Linked DNA regions of Mus musculus: region 2 is linked to region 1. The links are chromatin contacts, called in public ChIA-PET maps. All regions are on one chromosome and are shown on one strand. The core of a region is the stretch at or near the end of the contact, and the rest is flanking DNA. Distances in the headings are between cores, read along the strand shown. Region 1 overlaps Nup107 (nucleoporin 107). Region 2 has its middle 22 kb from the start of Ifng.

Region 1 (5,978 bases), core at 1,106-3,605:
CCAGAGCTACACCTGTGAGACCCTGACTCAGGAAACCAGAATAAGAGAAAGCAAGCAAGCAAGCCTTTAGACAATAGTAGTCATTTACTAAATAAACATGTTAGCATTCCTTTTACTCCTCTTTGTTAATAGCTTTTCTTTATATATATGGCTGGCTGAGTCAGCTCATAAGAATGATGGTTTGTCTATATTCTAAACATGTGTCATGTATTGATTTGGTTGTTATGTCTGGCTTGTGTTTGTTCTGCAGATGGATCATAATATTTGGAAAGGACATTTGGATGCCCTAACTGCTGATGTGAAGGAGAAAATGTACAACGTCTTGTTGTTTGTTGATGGAGGATGGATGGTGGATGTCAGAGAGGTGAGCTGTGTGTTTTGTTTATTGCTTTCAAAATATTAACAAGCCACTGTGATGGCTCAGCTGGCAAGGGCATTTGCCACCAAACCTGGCAGCATGAGATCAAGCCCTAAGGTCCAACTGGTGGAGAGAGCCGACTTCTGCAAATGTCCTCTGCCCTCCACAGCAGACCCACAGATGGGTACCAACACAAGTGTGTGTAAGCTGCACACACAAATAAGCTTATTAGGTGTGTTATTATTAGCTATGTTATGTGTTTAAATGGTCTGCCTACATGTCTGTCTTATTACGTGTGTTATTATTAGCTACGTTATGTGTTTAAATGGTCTGTCTACATGTCTGTCTGGTGCCCACAGAGGCAGAAGAGAGGACTGGATCCCTAGAAGTAGAGTTAGAAACGCTTATGGGCAGCCATGTGGGTGCTGGGAATCCAACTCGGCCTTTGGAAGGGCAGCAAATATTTGTAACCACTGAGCCATCTCTCCAGCCCCCTTTTTTAATAAATTAATAAACCAACAACAGCAAGAAAGATCCCATGCACTGTATCTTCTACTGTTCCTTTTCTAAATAAGAGCATCTGCATGATGGATGAATTGAACTCAGGACCTCTAGAAGAGCAGTCAGTGTTCTTAACTGCTGAGCCATCTCTCCAGCCCTAAGTATTTCATTCTTTAGTAAACTTCATATTCAGTATGTTCACAATTAACTAAAGTCTAATTTTAAAAATTCTAGACCATTAGAATAATGGTATTATTTATTCATTTAGTCACCTAGCTTTTGAGTTAGGGTCTTATTATATAGTACAAGCAGGTCTTGAACTCACCATGTGCCAGGCTGCCCTGACTTGAAATCCTTCTGACTGTTGGTTTACAGATAAATGTCACCTAACCCAAGTCTTAAGTATTTTTTTAAATTTTTATTAGATATATTTATTTTATTGTATACAAACACTTGCCTACACATTTGTATATGTACCACATATGTGCATAGTGTCTGCAGAGGTCAGAAGGGGAACAGATCTTCTGGAACTAGACTGAGGGATCATTGTCAGCCACCATGTGGGCGCTTGGAACTGAACCCAGGTCCTCTGCAGGAGCAGCAAGTGCTGTTAACCAGAGCCCTCTCCAGCCACCCTAGCCTACATCCTTACTAGTGTATATGTAACTTGACTTAGAAACCGCTAGGTCTGGCTCCGTAAGGCACTGTAAGCTGTGGCACCCTCTCCTCGGCTGCCATGAACACGTGTCAGCATCGTAAACACAGGCTCCCACTCCTGAAGTAAGAGTGGGCTGCAGAAGTATTAAATGGCATAAGCCAGGGGTGACGGCACATGCCTGAAACCCCAGCATTTGGGGGACCGAGACAGGAGGCTCAGGAGTCAGCCTCAGCTGTCCCTTTCCCTCCAAGAGATGTAAGCGTCAGAAGGAGATAAGTCACAGTTGAGTTATATTCAAGTTCAGACGAGGCGATCCCTTGGGCTGTGGTAGCACATTGGCAGCACAAGCTTGGCGTGCCTGGGACCCTGGGTGGGACCCACAGCGCATCAGTAAAGGAGAGGCAAGGTTGCTTCTGTCTGGAGAGGGTCTGGACAGGGCGCCTGGGAGTCTTGCTGAGTGGGGAGGGGAGACACAGACAGCCGTGGGGGAAGTGCTGGGGCCTGGGCTGTGACTTCCCTGTTGTCTCTGCTCTGCCTCTCATCTCCTCTTGTTACAGTTTGCCAGTTCGTTAACTGTATGAGAAAATAATACATTTCTTCTCCTCACTCACCCCTCCTCCCACCCTGATCCTTCTTGCTCACTGCAATCCCCATTGTCAGGTTGGTGTGCTCCCTTAGACCCCAGGACTATCTGCAGATACTGCATCCCCGTCTCGTCTCGTTTCAGGGAAACTGAGTAGTTCCTCTTCTGCCTTTGCTCTAACGGTATCTAGTGTGCGCCCAAACGCCTCAGAAGAGACAGCTTCGGAGAGGATGGGCTGCTTTGGGCTTGTAGCTTTTGACAGCAGGAGTGAGAGGCAGCTGGTGTGTCTGCAGTTAGGAAGGAAGTGTGGTCAGGCTATAGCTCTCACCCACCCTCTTATGCTTCAGCAAGCCTCCACTTCCTATGTTCTGAGGTTCCAGAATATTCCTCAGCAGGAATGGGGACCAATACTGAAACACACAGAACCTAAGGGGACGTTTCACACTCAAACTGCAAGGCCTGACTGTGAGATGGGACAGAATGGTTACTCGGTTGCTCTTGCAGACTTATCCCTAAAGAGAACTAGGAATCCTGCATGTGGGGCAGCTGCTACGTCGTTCTCAACATTGCTCTGTCCCGCAGGTCATGTGCACTGACGGCTTTTCCTCTGCTATCTATTGCCTTTTCTTTAATAAATTACTACATTTTTCTACTTCTTTAGCTTCGCTTTTTCTGACAAGAAGTGAATATTAACAGGGCCTAGGGCCTCTGAGTGCTGCTGCTGCTAACTATTTAGAGTCCGCTTCTGGGCTCTTGGTTTTTGTTCGTGGTACTGGGGATTGCGTACACACGCTAGGCAAGCGCAAGCCACAGGACCACTCCAGAGCCCACTGCTCCATCTTGTCTTGTTTTGTTTGTTTTTTGAGTCAGGGTTTCTTTGTGCAGCCCTGGCTGTTCTAGAACTCTCTCTGTAGATCAGGCTGGACTCAAACTCAGAGATCCACCTGCCTCTGCCTCCCAAGTGTTAGGATTAAAAGTGTGCGCCACCACCAACTGGCCAGAGTCAACTTCTTAATTCTAAAGTTAATAATAAAACTTCTCAGCATAATTTTAAATGTTCAGTGGGTTCCTTAGGCCACACCTTTCTCTTCTGATTCATGCTTGAGCTAGTGAAGTAAAATCTAAATGCTGCCAAATACCAAAGTTTGAGGATTAGACTTACATATAAATATTTTTAATTATTAGTTTTAGACTAGATAATAAAAGCCATAAAATAGTCCAGAATCTCAAGAGCTGTAAAGCAAGGAACGATCGAGGGTTTTACAAATCCTGAGGGGTGGGCATCAGATTCCTGGGGCTGGAGTGCTCGGGAGCCCCCATGGTGGGACCCCCATGGCAGGTTCTCCCTAACAGCAGTATGTGCTCTCTGCCTCTGAGCCATCGCTCCGACTCCTCCCTTCTTGTTTTACAGATTATTTTAGGAAGTTTAATGTGTTTGGATACCTTTTAAAAATGATTTTGATGACTTTGGTTTTCTAACTTGTTATAAGAAAATACAATGGGCATAAAAAGGCTACTGGGTTTTTGGTTTTTGTTTGTTTTTTTTTTTTTTTCCTTCTGCATTTTACTGTCCAGATAATTAATTTGTTAGAAAGATTCCATTCTGGGCTGGAGAGATGGCTCAGCAGTTAAGAGCATTGACTGCTCTTCCAGAGGTCCTGAGTTCAAACCCCATCAACCATATGGTGGCTCACAACCACCCGTAATGAGATCTGACGCCCTCTTCTGGAGTATATGAAGACAGCTACAGTGTACTTACATATAATAAATAAAATTTTAAAAAGAAAGAAAAACAGCTGGGTGTGGTGGCATACACCTTTAATCCCAGCACTCTGGAGGCAGAGGCAGGCGGATTTCTGAGTTCGAGGCCAGCCTGGTCTACAGAGTGAGTTCCAGGACAGTCAGGGCTATACAGAGAAACCCTGTCTCAAAAAACCAAAAAAAAAAAAAAAAAGGAGAAGAAGGAGAGAGAGAAAGAAAGAGAGAGAGAAAGAGAGAAAGAAAAAGAATTCCATTCATATTTGGAGACACCGTTTTTGCTGTAGCAAAGTGTCTTCAGATCTCTGTGTGTGTGTGTGTATATGTCTTCCTCCTCCTCTTCTTCATCTTCTTATTCCCTCCTTTCCTCCCTTCCCCCTTCCTCTCCACCCCCCTTCTGAGGAAAGGTTTCCCTGTATTTCTGGCTGTCCTAGAACTCACTCTGTAGATCAGGCTGGCCTCTGACTCAGAAATCCATCTCCCTCTGCCTCCTGATCGCTGGGACTAAAGGTGTTCACCACCAGTCCCTGCTAAAATTAGTTTCTGTGTTCAGTCTCCTGTGCTTATGTGTATGAATGTGTTGCCAGCATGTATGCCTGTGCACTGTGTGCATGCAGTGCTCAGTGGAGGCCAGAAGAGAACATCGGATCCCCTGGCACTGGAGTTAAAATTGTTAGCTACCCTGTGGGTATTGGGAATCGAACCAGGGTCCTCTGGAAGAGCCTCCAGTGCTCCTAACAGCTAAACCATGGTCTCTCTTCTCTCTCTCTCTCTTTATTTTTTTATTTTTTTATTTTTTATTTTTTTGGTTTTTGGTTTTTCAAGACAGGGTTTCTCAGGGTTCCTGGCTGTCCTGGAACTCACTTTGTAGACCAGGCTGGCCTCAAACTCAGAAATCTGCCTGCCTCTTCCTCCCGAGTGCTGGGATTAAAGGCGTGCGCCATCACACCTGGCGGTCTCTCTTCTCTTAACCATCATTCAACTCCACACAGTTTTTAATTTTTCTGTTTTTTTTTTTTTAACTGTAAAAAGAAAATTCTCCTAGAAGCTTACAAATTCTTAAACAGCCATCCCTGTCTTGACCCTCCTTGCTGGCCTGATTATGGTCAGATTGGTTTGTACTCTCAGATAATAGACACTTCTGTGGTTATAGCTATTGAGGGAAATAACTGGTGACTTTTGTCTGTTTTTTACTTTTACGATTCTAGATGCATTGCGAATACCCTTGGCAGCATCGCATTTTATACTGTCTCCTCTGACATGGTCTCTTCATCTTTATGGCTTTGGCCCTAAAATTTTACCTTAAAAAAAAAAAACAACCCTCTAGTTGATAGACCAGCTAATATGATTGGCCCTACCAGCCTTAGATTTTAGTAGCTATGCTATATCAAGGTTGGGACGATGGCTCAGTCGATGGCGCCTTTCAAGCTCCAGGACCTGGGTCTGATACCCAGACCCTCTCCTTCCAGTGCTAGCTCTGAGGGGGACAGGACAGGCAGCAGGAGTCCAGCCTCACTGGTGCTGGTGAGCTCCAGAGCAGAGAGCGGCCTGTCTCAGCTGAGGCGGACGCTGTGCCTGGGGGTGACACCCAAGGTGATTCTCTGCTTCTTATGCACACGTGTGCGCCATACACAGATGTACCCACTCCCTCGCTTACAAACACTGTGTACACAGACACTTTAAAATATAGGCATGGTAAGATTTGGAAAGGGAAATGTAGTGTTTTCCTGTTCTGATTTGACTACATGGTCACCCCTCAGCGTGCCTGGGGCATTGATTCTAGGACCTCCTGGAGACAAAACGGTTCCCTTTCATCACATCAAGGGGCTGTGTGGTGTTCTCATGTCCCTCGCACATCCCGGGCTGTAAGCATCTCTCAGATCATGGACCTACTTTAGTACATATGCTATCTAAACAGTTGTCATACTGGATTGCTTAGCTAATAGTAATAATGAGAAGTGTGCATGTCTACTGTAGATGCAGCCTTCCACTCCATGATTCTCATTTGTCCTCCGCTAAGTCTGTTGATTCCCAGCTTGACTCACTTGTTGGTTTTGTTGTTAGATTTTTTTTTAATGGTTTTGAGGCAGGGTCTTTCTAGCAGCCAAGCACACTGTACA
Region 2 (5,978 bases), core at 1,262-3,761, 660 kb before region 1:
ACTGTATCTGAAGGACACTGTATCTTTAGGATCTATATCTGAAGGACACTGTATCTTCAGCAACAGAGATTTACCTTCCACTGCCAAGAACAGCCAAGGGTAGTAGCAACAGCCTGTAACATTTCAGAAGACAACCCTGACCAACAACTCAAAAGACGACCTCTCATCTCAAGTGACTCTGTTTTGTTAGGTGGTCTTTGACTCTGGGAGGGTACATTGTTGGTCCAGATGAGAAATTTTTCATGTAACCTGTGTGTGCATATTTACGCATAGACTTATATGTATTATCAGTTCTTCTTAGATGGATAGTTAACAGTATGATTCCTTGTGACTTTTTAAAGATATCCTTACAATGATTTTACCATCTTTTCTCTTCCTTATTCATCTCCCTGTTTCTATTAGAGCCCACCCTTTTGACCAGCTTCCCTATCTAGCATTCTGTTTCTGGAACATTCTGGCTCTCTCCCATTGAGTTGGCTCATGCTCAATTCCTCTGGGAAGACTCTGGGCACAGGACAGCCTTGCTGATCCATCCTGCCTCCTCTTTCTTTCTGGCTCAGAGCTTGCCCACACTTCACAGGCTCACTTTCCTCTCCATGCAGAGTCCTGGCCTGGATTCTGTTGCTTGGACTCTTCTTCTGTTGGCAAGCTTGATGCACCTTACAGTCACAGCACTGAGGATGGCAAAGTCACACAGTGATAGTGGTACTGCTGGGGGTGGAGGCACCTGCTGCTCTCATTCATCATTTGGGACTTTACATGAGGAAAAAACATACTTCAGCTACATCTAAGCCATCATGCAGTTGGGGACATTCATATCACATATACTTGTGTCTAAGTTAACTTGTGTGTGTTATATATGTAACCTATCACCTAAATATAATACCTGAAGTTACTACATAACTTATAGTATCTTAACTAATATCATTAGTAGCTATTCAAATAGCATCTACTTCCTGTTAGTTTTTACCCAAATAAGACATATGTATATGTGCATTTGTGAGTAGATATTTCAATTCATTTTAAAAACATCAAAATAAATATTGGGGCTAGTGATTTATCTCAGTTGATAGAGTTACCAACCTGCCTACCATGCTCAAAGCGCTGAGTTAAATCTCAGCCCATCATAATAAACCTGGCAGGATGGTACATGGCTAGGAGTTCTGGCTCAGATCAGTAGCTCAAGACAATCTGTGCTACATTGTGAGTTTAAGGCTGACTCAGAATGCATGAGGCCCTGACTCATGTGTATAGATAGATAGATGTGTATAGATAGATAGATACATAGGTACATAGATAAATATATAGATACATAGATAGATACTTAGATGATAGATACATAGGTATAAGCATACATACATACATACATACATACATACATAGATCAATACATACATACATACATACATAGATTGGTACATAAATAGGTACATACATACATACATCATACATGGATACATACATGGATACATAGAAACATAGATAGAAATGTGTGTGTACACATGAATACATGCTATCATTACCTACTCAAATTTACATTAATCAAAAACCCAATCCTTCCTAGTCACTGTGGATTTGATGTTTGTGTGTGTATTTTTCTCTGAAAATTTCCTTCTTTAGACTCTTACTTTGAGGAGCCTGCACATCCCGCTGCCCATTTTATATTCATCACCCCCCTTTTGAGATATTGTACCTATATGTTGCTTTTTTAAATGATAATTTCTCAAAAGACAGAAATTAGAAGTTGTCCCCACTCTTTTCATTTTGAAAGGTGGCAGGCACAACACCAGACGTCTTTAATCTTCTTCAGATCATCTGATATTTTCTTCTTGAGACTGTAGTGCGGATTTATCACTCCATGCAACTCGAAACATATATCAATGTCATCCCACACTAGATGATATATGATTTTCCTTATTGGAAAATTAGACACCTAATTTGCTAATTAGAATCATAGATCATAACTCATTATGATTTTTTAGGAAGCTTATTAAACAACAACAGAAGCCCTGCATTTTGTCATAGGAGCTTCTCCTAAAACAATAAAGTGAATCCCCAGAGAAGCAGTCTAAACGACATGTCACACGGAAGCAGTCTAAATGACATGTCACAAGGCTGTCTGTACTTCCATCAGGAAAGTGAAGAAACTTGAAAGAGTTGGAAAGATTTCTTTTCACCCCAGGTGGAGTTTGAAGGTTTTTCTAGCAGGTTCTTTCAGGAAGCCCGTTAACCTTCTGCTCTGTTGGCCTGTGGTCAGGGACTTCCCCCAACCTGCCTCCTGTCTTTTGACAATGAGCAGAAATTTGGCCTCTTAGGTTTTCTTTCTAGTCACCTGATAGGATTTCCCAGGACAGAGGTGTTAAGCCAGCTTTGATCTGACTTCCCATCTCCTTCCTGTGGATCACCCTGAGAAGAAAGAAGTTGCCTTTCCCCACCCCACCCCCACCCCAGGCGCTGACATCATGCTTCCGCTCCATAGGGCGGGGCGATGCGTGCCCATGTGCTCACAGAAGTGCAGGTCTGAGCAGGAAGTAGAGTTGTTTAAAGATAAGATACTCTCTTTGGCTTCCTTACCTTTGAGGTTATAGCAAACATCAAATTTCACGTGTGTGTGTGTGTGTGTAGACAATTGCATGTTAATACTTGCATGATTATATGGCATCATTGCTGTCATACTTCTAAAACATTTTTTCACTGTAGTATGGTGGTAAGAGGTGCCAATGTGGGAACTGGATTGTGTTTGAATCCTGCCTCCAAGTTATACCAGTGTTTGAACCCTCTGAACCTGAGGACATTCTTGGGGCTTTAGCTGGCAATAATGGCATCCACCCTGGAAAGGGGTGTGTGTGTGTATGTGCCCGCACGTGTGTGTGTGTGTGTGTGTGTGTGTGTGTGTGTGTGTGAGAGAGAGAGAGAGAGAGAGAGAGAGAGAAAGAGAGAGAGAGAGAGAGAGAGAGAGAGAGAGAGAGAGAGAGATGTGAAGCACTTGAATCAGCTTGATCTATCGTAAGCACAATTTGCTCATTATTTTTCTTCTGTTTTCAAGTATTCTCATCTGTAACCTGGATGATGAGGAGTCATATTTGCATTCTTTTTTTGTCATACTTGTCATTATTTTTTATTTACTTGTACATGGTCAACTGAAGGATGGAAAAGAAAAGAAGCCGATTGGGTTACTCTAGAGCCAGAGCTGCAGTTGAGAATCAGTTGTGTAGGTGGTGATTCTGGGGAGCAGCAGAGAAGAGGGGGAGGGATTCAGGGAAGAGAGGAAGTCAATGCAGGGTGGTTAGCAAGCTCAAGTCACAGTGGACATGGGAACTTAGACCTACAGGCAAGGTCATAGAATGCATCCAAAGGGCCCAACTCAGAGTGGAGAAACAGGGTTTTCTAGCCATCACTCTCTTGGGGATGATGTCAAGACGTGGAGGCACCCATTCTCAACCCTTGTAGTCTTCCACAAGCCCAGAAGAAAGAATGTTACACCCAGAGAATAGTTAGTAACCATCGTCTGCAAGGGCAGGAAGGGAGGCCACTGAGAAGTTTAAATAAATCATGACAGCATCAGCAACCCACTAAAAGTTTGTGGTATGGCCTTAATTATTCCTGATTTTTTTTTCAGACTTCATTATATCCTTTTTGTTCCAGGGTTGCTGTAAGCTCACTGGCATCTTGTACATGCTGAGGTACTCAGAGTAGCAAGAGATGGAAACTTCAGCAACACTGTTTCCAAGAGTGAGATGTATCGGGAAGACTTGGGCATTGTGGGTAATAGAGAACTACCTCAGAAAAGAGCTGGTATTAAGCACTAAGAATTGGTAGGGGTGTCTTTCTGACTCTCAAGCGTACTTGTTTTAGTGAGGTGTCAATCTCTTCTACCACAGAGTAGCATTCCTTAGAAGAAGGGGGTCATCGAGACATCCTTCTCTAACTTCATACTCTATAAGATTTACTCCCAAGAATAGACGCACCTTCTCATTTGCCATTAGAAGCACACAATAACTTATGAAGGACTAATTGAGATCCACATCATATGTCCTCCTGGATATTTAACTAGGACAACAGCAAGGGCCCACCACTAGCCTATCAGAGTGACCAACCTCCAGAACACAGCACACAGAGCTGACCAGGACACAGAGAAAAGAACCATCAGCATGCCACAGCTTCATTAGAAGACAGGTTGGCCATCACTGACAAAATTAACGACACTCCAGCCATGTAATCCAGCCAGTGCCCTGCTCTGCCTTCCCTCCAAATGTGTTTAAAGCTCATACATCCTAATGTGTAAATGCAGCATACTATGCTAGCTTTGAGAGTTTGTGGTACAGCTTTTTGGCATGATGTGCAAACACTCTACCACTGAGATATACCCTAAGCCCAAGATTTCTACTTGTAAAAATAGGGATGTATCTTATTTTAAAATACATATCTTTTGCAGGGCTGGAGAGACAGCTCAACAGTTAAGAGACCTGACTGCTCTTCCAGAGAATCCAGATTCCCAGCAGTCACCTGGTGACTCACAGACACCTCTACCTCCAGTTCTTTGGATCTGACTTCATCTCTAGCCTCAACAGGCACCAGGCACACACAAGGCACACAACATACATGCAGACAAGACACCTAAACACGTAAACTTAAAATTAATTCCTAGTACTTTGCTTTTAAATAAATTTTATTTATAATTGATGCATAAAGATGGTACACATTTAGCAAGTACAGTATGGTACTTTAATATATGCATTAAAATGTGTGACAATCGGACTCAGATTAAATTATGTATGCAAGTATATGTGTGTATTATCTCAAATATTTATCATTTCCTTACATTACTTACATTGCAACTACTCTCTACTAGCCTTGTCAAATCAAAATTTTAGAAAAATATTGCTTTGATCATAGCTTCATTATCCTTTAAATGAACATGTAAAACTGAATTATTTCAAAATTGTATAAGTCAATGTATAGAGATCTATAGAATTATCAGAGTCACACAAAAACTAGGATAACTGCTATTTCCTAGTCGTGCTAAAAGTTTTTAAACTGCCCCCTTTCATTCATGAGCCAAGAGCAATCCTCAAAGTCAAGTTTTGAAGATCACTCCTGCAAGTAAATATAATGTGCTATAGCATTTGTCAAACATAGGTGTTCTTGTTTGTACATTTACCATTCCATCTAGCCCTCATATTTTATACTCCAGTCTTACTCCTTTTTTCATAGAATCCTGATTACCTTCTATTTGATCAGCACTAATGTGCTTTAAAGATTGATTTTTAACTCTTGATATCAGACCACCACTCATCTTCTAGTAAGAGCCATAACCCAAGCTCCATTCTCAGTTCTACTGCTTTCAGATACTGATAGTTTCTAAACATCTTTCTCCAGGAAAGGTCTCTCGCTAGAACCTACAATCCTGCACTTCTCTCTTGCGCAGCCATACAGAAGAACAAAATTATGTCATTTGAAAGGTAGTGAAAGAAGTAAAGATTGTCATGTTCAGTGAAACAGGCCATAATGAGACAGACAAATATGTTTTCTCTTATATATGAAACCTGGCATATCTGTCTTTCTGTCTGTCTGTCTGTCTGTCTGACTGATATATATATATATATATACATATATATGTGTGTGTGTATGTATATATGTGTATATATATTATATATATGATATAAATATCTTGTGTCATATTATATACATAATATATTATATATAATATATATTATATGACACAAGAGTAGAGGGGGATTATTTTGGAAGTGAAGGAAAATTATCAGGAGGATTTATGGAAGTCCAGGAGGATGTTTAAGATAGGCTTTTGTTTAGGAGTATTACTAATCAATATTAGATAAGATAAGCCCACACATTTAAAAAGATTATTTAGTCTAAGATCTTAGATTTTTCTCAGAGAATTAAAATCATAAATTTTATCCATGATCTAAGAAATAGATATTTTCCTCCTCTTCCTCCTCCCCCTTCTCTTCGTT

The links. ChIA-PET counts read pairs in DNA pulled down with a chosen protein or histone mark.
Region 2: an RNA polymerase II ChIA-PET map of memory CD8 T cells shows a contact between it and region 1, with 5 read pairs. The contact joins two enhancer-like sites.

What each region holds. Positions count from the first base shown.
Region 1 is chr10:117,751,653-117,757,630 of GRCm38.p6, reverse strand. It overlaps Nup107 (nucleoporin 107), which reads left to right. Exons shown (of 28, transcript NM_134010.2): 26 at 251-364. Among named protein-coding and RNA genes, the nearest start is that of Slc35e3, 8.3 kb to the right of the region's middle. Within about 2 kb of position 2,355, at least 100 of the 459 cell types and tissues checked have an H3K27ac peak or open chromatin away from gene starts, as enhancers often do. A contact at or near this core is called in memory CD8 T cells, where this site is marked.
Region 2 is chr10:118,415,639-118,421,616 of GRCm38.p6, reverse strand. No RefSeq gene overlaps it. Among named protein-coding and RNA genes, the nearest start is that of Ifng, 22 kb to the left of the region's middle. Within about 2 kb of position 2,511, at least 79 of the 459 cell types and tissues checked have an H3K27ac peak or open chromatin away from gene starts, as enhancers often do. A contact at or near this core is called in memory CD8 T cells, where this site is marked.